Linked DNA regions of Gossypium hirsutum: region 2 is linked to region 1. Evidence: chromatin contacts called from public Hi-C data. All regions are on one chromosome and are shown on one strand. The core of a region is the stretch at or near the end of the contact, and the rest is flanking DNA. Distances in the headings are between cores, read along the strand shown.

Evidence for each region. Hi-C and Micro-C count contacts between places; a contact is called where the count stands out from the background.
Region 2: a contact with region 1 is called in a Hi-C map of leaf, with 4 times the contacts expected there. The contact joins the promoter of LOC107938021 here to the promoter of LOC107922611 in region 1. A contact is called at or near these places in 6 of 34 Hi-C or Micro-C datasets (hypocotyl, leaf and seedling).

The regions. Positions count from the first base shown.
Region 1 is chrA12:3,065,576-3,068,919 of Gossypium_hirsutum_v2.1, forward strand. It overlaps LOC107922611 (DNA-directed RNA polymerases II, IV and V subunit 3), which reads left to right and starts at 1,746. Exons shown (of 3, transcript XM_041082492.1): 1 at 1,746-2,568; 2 at 2,669-2,906. The coding sequence starts at 2,123. LOC107938132 (cyclase-like protein 2) reads left to right here. Exons shown (of 7, transcript XM_016871221.2): 7 at 51-309.
Region 2 is chrA12:3,201,347-3,204,690 of Gossypium_hirsutum_v2.1, forward strand. It overlaps LOC107938021 (subtilisin-like protease SBT3), which reads left to right and starts at 1,734. Exons shown (of 1, transcript XM_016871051.2): 1 at 1,734-3,344. The coding sequence starts at 2,003. It overlaps LOC107938027 (probable receptor-like protein kinase At1g49730), which reads left to right. Exons shown (of 9, transcript XM_016871062.2): 7 at 1-44; 8 at 485-569; 9 at 639-1,586. The coding sequence ends at 1,183.

The DNA.
Region 1 (3,344 bases), core at 496-2,995:
CTACTTCAAGCATATGCTCATTAAGCCTTAAATTTGGTGCAGGAGAGTAGGATATTGAGAGGAATGGTTTGAAGTATCAATAGAAGTTCTCTTTATGGACCTTGTGTAACCAACCTTGAATTGAAAAGTAATAAAATGCTGACATTGAAGTCTCATGAGTCATGACAGATAATTTTGCTTAACTATGTTAATTATCAGAGAACAGACTAAGCTAAAGTATTGCATAGTTGTAAAAGTAAGTTGAAACAGTGTCTCAGGAAAATCTTCATCTCCAGCAACATCATCAATCTATATTTTTGTTTATTTTTAGATCATCAAGTTTTTCTTTTTTCATTCACTGTTAACTGATTTCATGTTTATACTTAGAGCAACTGAACCAAAATTATATATTACATGTTTGTGTTGGAAATTTTGGTATGAAGATATACAGGGAAGAAGATGATTAAAGAAAATGTGAAAGGGAACACATTTTTCATTTCTTCTGTAAAATTTATACTGATACAAAAGAGTGGCAGTCAATACCAAATTTCCATTATTTAAGGAAATTTGTCCCCTAGTTTAGACCTAAATTAAGTTCCACCACAATTCATTCAAGTAAATAACAAAATATCATTGAACAAAAAGAACAAAATACCATTTCATCAATAATAACTTCAAAATTTTAGAACAAATCAAAGAAATTTTCTAGGATGTGATGAGTTTGAGAGAGGAGCAGCAACTTGATAATGCTGGTGTTGCTAGTCCTTGTTGCTATTACTATTATTTTTATTTGGTTGATGGATACATTTTGTTGCATTGGAAACTCTATTTTCTGTTGGATAATTATTATTGCAAAACAAAGACGGTAAGTATAAATAATAATGAAAAATAAATAAATACTGTGCTATGGAGAACTACTGTCCTAGAAGTAATTTTGCCTTTATTGATGTAATTGAAAAATATAGTGCTTCTAAATTCGTACACCTGATTGAGGAAGGTAGAACACAATTGATATTGTTCTTTTTAAGTTTACAGAAATAAGATCAAAAATAATTTTAAATGAAAATGGTAGCATCAGTCGCATATCCCATATACAATGTTATAACTACGTGTGTAACTTACTTTATTTGTTGGCATGTTTTGACATATGTATTTTAATTATTTACATAACTCTTTTTGAGGATTTTGAGTAATTGATATTGTTATTACAATTTTAGAAGAAATTTAATCAAGCAACGACAATTTTCAAGAGTCCCAGAATGATATAATTAGATTATTTAAAGATATATTTATACTAAAGAATGAGTGATTTAATTTGGGAGAAATTTAAAAGATTCATTCTTAATCAAACTAGCTCATTTACAAAGTACTACAACGGCTGTTCAAAGACTTATGTTATGACTTCTTGATGAATATAAGAGAACACTTACTTGTTCAATGTGAAGAAATTGGTTTTAGTACAATTACCATGTTTAATTTGTGACTAAGTTTTTAAGGAGAAATTATTATGGAAAACGTGATCTAGATGATGTATAAGAATGAAGTTGTAATTAAGTGAATGAGTTGAAGCTAAATCGCATTTTATACGGTTTATTCATAGTGAGTTACTATTTGTGCAAAACTTGTGAACATCGAAAGATCTTTTGAATTGTATAATCAACTCTAGTATTCATCTCTGTTTATATTTTTTTTTTGCAATTATTCGTTTAGTTGTAACTTATGAACAATTTTAGCTCAAGATTATAACATATTTTTTATGATAAAGCAACTTGTAATTCATGAAATAGTCTTGAGAAATGTATTTACACCTTTCCTCCCATCAACTCCGATTAAAGGCGTCAGCAAATCGCTAAGGGCATAGGCAGATGCTTTGGCTCCTCAAATTATATTTAAAAATTTCTACTTTCACGCAATCCGTTAATGTTCTCGATGTCTCTTTTATCATTGGTGAGGCCGGTACATTTATTAGGAAAAAGAAAACGACATCGTTGCGGTATGAAATGAATAACCAATAAGAAGCGGACACGACAAGCAACCAAAACCCCCCAGTCGGGTTTTAAGGAACGCAGACTCAAGCCCTCCCCTTTAGCTTCCTTCCATTGCAGACCCGAAGACCTCAAATCCATTTAAAAAAAAAATAAAAATGGAGGGAATATCGTACCAGCGATTCCCTAAGGTTAAAATCCGAGAGCTGAAGGATGACTACGCTAAATTTGAGCTTCGCGATACCGATGCCTCCATGGCCAATGCCCTCCGTCGTGTTATGATCTCCGAGGTCCCCACCATCGCTATTGACCTCGTCGAAATCGAAGTCAACTCCTCCGTCCTTAACGACGAGTTCATTGCCCATCGCCTCGGTCTCATCCCTCTCACCAGCGAACGCGCCATGTCTATGCGCTTCTCCCGTGACTGTGACGCTTGCGACGGTGACGGTCAGTGCGAGTTCTGCTCCGTTGAGTTCCATCTTCGCGCCAAATGCATTTCCGATCAAACCCTCGACGTTACCAGCAAGGATCTCTATAGTTCCGACCATACTGTTGTTCCCGTCGATTTCACCGATAACGCTGGCTACGATTCCACTGAGCCTAGGTACTTAGGGTTAAATTTGTAAATTACTCCTGATTTGTTTTTAAATTGCATTAGGGCTTTAGGATTCGACGTTCGTACAACTGAAATTGTTTCTTTTCAGAGGGATTATTATTGTGAAGTTACGGCGAGGGCAAGAGCTGAGGCTGAGGGCAATTGCGAGGAAAGGGATAGGGAAAGATCACGCCAAATGGTCACCTGCTGCGACAGTGACTTTTATGTATGAACCTGAGATTCATATTAATGAGGATTTGATGGAAAGCTTGACGCTTGAAGAGAAGCTAAGCTTTGTTGAGAGCAGTCCAACTAAAGTCTTTGACATTGACCCAAATACCCAACAGGTATGCTATGCCTTTACTTTCTACATCATTACATCTATTCTAACAAAGAAATTGTTGGGGGTTAAGCTTTGGGTTGTGTTGGCTATCACTAGAGCTTCTGGATTGTTAAAGCAATTGCTGGTTTTGATTAATTACATCTGTGATCTGTCCAATAGGAGGATTGAATTGCTTTGCACGTCATCAAGGTCTTTCCTTTTAGAGTTTCTAGTTTGCTTGAGCTTAAAATGTGGATGTGTTTTAGTAGCATTTTGTCTTTATATGTTTCTTACAAAAGTTCCTCTTATGTGCCTTTTACTTTTCTGAATCATGAGGATATTGATGGAACTTGAGCTTCAGTTTAGGTTTCTGGATTGGAGTGTTTCTCCTTGTATTAGGGCCGTTAATACCACCCTGTGTTTATCTCAAAGCTAAAGATGCGAGGTGTCAAACTACATTTCT
Region 2 (3,344 bases), core at 484-2,983, 140 kb after region 1:
TCAAATCGAGCAACATTTTATTGGATGAGAATTTTGTTGCAAAGGTATGGTACTTGTTGAATGCTCATTTAGTTGTTCTGCCACTGGTATTTTGCTCTCATGTATATAAGTAAACTCCTAATGGAATATAACAAGTTCTCCCCAGAATTTTGATAGACACTTACAAACTTTTGATTTCCACATCATTTTTCACAATTTATTTCTTGGTATATATGTTTGCAAATGAAAAATGGAGTTGAAGTTTTAATTACTAGAGCAAAATTGAATTCTACTTTCAATAACTAGAGGAAGCTGAAAGCTGGTGAAATAATAAAAGGACATTGTAAAACTAAGAGAATAGTTTGAGAATACGTAACAGTTTCTGAAGAGATTCATAGAAGAACCCTTTATGTGAGAACTTTGAATAACTTTTATCTTCAGGTAAAAGCATGAAAGTACATTGCATTAAAACAGTTTTTCTTTTCTGCTGTACTGTATCCTCTAGGTTGCAGATTTTGGGCTTGCACATGCTTCAAAAGATGGTTCTATTTGCTTCGAACCAGTAAATACTGACATACGTGGAACTCCAGGTTAGCCAATAAGTCATTGGAAGTTTTAATGTCTTGTAATTAAAGATCTAAACTTTAGATGGCTTTCAGGTTATATGGATCCCGAATATGTGGTCACTCATGAGCTTACGGATAAAAGTGATGTATACAGCTATGGCGTGCTACTTTTGGAGATTGTGACTGCTAGACAAGCCGTACAAGATGGCAAGAACCTGGTTGAATCATCCCAGATACTAATGGCATCAGAGTCAAGGTTACTTGAGCTAGTGGACCCCCAAATCAAGGACTCCTTTGACTTAGACCAACTACAAACAGTTGTGACCATTGTGAGATGGTGCACCCAGAGAGAAGGACGGGCTAGACCCTCAATCAAACAGGTCCTTAGACTTTTGTATGAGAGTGCTGATCCGATGCATAGTGGGTTCATACAAGCTGTTGAAGATGAAGATTATGAAGGTAGTGATGGAAGAGGAAGGACAAGCAGAGGCAAAATTCCTAGGAGTGGACCTTATTGTCACAGTGGGGATGGAAGATATCTTGCTTCATCTTCAAGTACATCAAGGTCATATTGTAGTAGAAGCTTTTTACTCGAAACTGGATCACCACAATCTCCTCAAAACGTACTCTCCCTTTGAGGCCAATCACATGAGACAGTTGCCTCAATCTGATTAAGCCGTAATCAAGACCCGAGAGCTTGCTAGTATGTGATTTTACTCATGAACTAGCAGGTATGCGTGATGTTTGTTATGCAGAATGTTCCTGTTGCAGAGGAAATGATAGCCATCAAGCTTGTTACGTTTACAAAAGGGAAACAAAAGGACTCAAGAAGTGATCATCTTATAATTTTCCTGTTTATGGTTGCTCTAAATTTTTTGGATAAATGAGACATAAATGTAATTTTCGTGTATCATTGGTACAGAGATACGGATATTGCAGCTAATCATCAAGATTGGCCTTTATTGATTCAAAAACCAAGAGATGCCCCGGTGCAATTATTTTGTACTCATAATTACATTCTAATTATTGCGGATTCTTTTACGTAGGCGGTTTGAAATTCCATGGAGAAGTCATTGTATTCTTGTTATAAAAACAAAATACCATATATATGGTTCGGTAATCTCAAGTGTCCCTTGTTTGCTATGGTCGAATTCGTTGGCGGCTATGCACTTACAAGTTGGCAGTGCAAAAATAAAGGGTTCCAATGATTCCCTGGGCCACCCCATGCTTGTCGCGACTAAAAGGCTTAGTGTAAATATTAAGGTCGCTATCAGGCAAACAAGGTTGGAAAATTCCTTCTTGTAGTCCGGCCATAGGAAAATCAGAAGATCCACTGGTTAGCCCCATCACTATGATGTGCTCTTGATTTTCTCGATCACATGGATGATCCATGTATATAAGTAAGATCCTCTTAAGTTCTCAAATACCATATCCGTGTGGTACTGCTGACTTGAACAATGGAACAGCTCACTCCATTAGGACTCATCATTTCTCTCTTTCTTTTCTTCCCTATTGCCACATCCTTGCCTACGTCAGGAAGGCCCAGGACCTACATCATCCACATGGATATATCGGCAATGCCTGGTGCCTTTTCGAGCCATCATAATTGGTACATGTCAACCCTTTCATCCCTGTCATCACCAGACGGCTTTTCCCCATTGCATCTCTACACTTACAACCATGTAATGGATGGGTTTAGCGCTGTGTTATCCCAAGCCCACCTTGACCAACTTCACGAATTATCTAGTCATCTTGCTACATATCCTGAAACATTTGGGCACCTCCATACCACACGTGCTCCTACCTTTCTTGGGTTGAAGAAACATTCTGGGCTATGGCCTGCGGGTGGATTTGGTGAGGACATGATCATTGGAGTCCTTGACTCTGGCATCTGGCCCGAAAGCGAGAGCTTTAATGATGAAGGTTTGCCGCCGGTGCCAACGAGATGGCGTGGTGCATGTGAAACTGGTACAGAATTCAATGCATCTTACTGCAACAGGAAGCTTATTGGGGCACGATCCTTCAGCAAAGGCATGCAGCAGGAAAAACAGAATATATCAAAAACAAATGACTATGATTCACCGAGGGACTTTCTAGGTCATGGTAGCCACACATCGTCCATAGCAGCGGGCAGCAGTGCGGTTGCTGCTGAATATTTTGGATATGCCAAAGGAAAAGCTATAGGAATGGCACCAAAGGCTAGGATTGCCATGTACAAAGTTCTGTTCTTTGATGAAAGTTATGATGCTGCAGCAACAGATGTACTGGCTGGCTTGGATCAAGCTATAGAGGATGGTGTGGATGTCCTGTCCCTGTCTTTGGGGTTCATTGAGACTCCGTTTGATGAAAACCCTATTGCAATTGGAGCATTCGCAGCTTTGAAGAAAGGGATATTTGTTTCATGCTCTGCTGGCAATAATGGCCCTCATGCATATACCATTCTCAATGGGGCTCCCTGGATCACTACCGTCGGTGCTGGAACCATCGATCGGGAATTTGCAGCTCATGTCACGTTTGGTGATGGAGAGTTAACCGTAACAGGAAAATCTGTATATCCAGAAAACTTGTTTGTTTCGGACATTCCTATATACTTTGGACATGGAAACCGATCCAAAGAACTTTGTAACTCTCTCGACCCCAAAGAAGTTGCTGGAAAATACATATTTTGTGATTTCGACTCCAGCGGCCAAACTAATGCCTATGCACAAATATACGAAATGGACACAGCTGGAGCTGCTGGAGCTATCTTTAGCTCGTCCGAGGGGCCGTTTTTCCGACCCACAGATTTCTTCAAGCCCT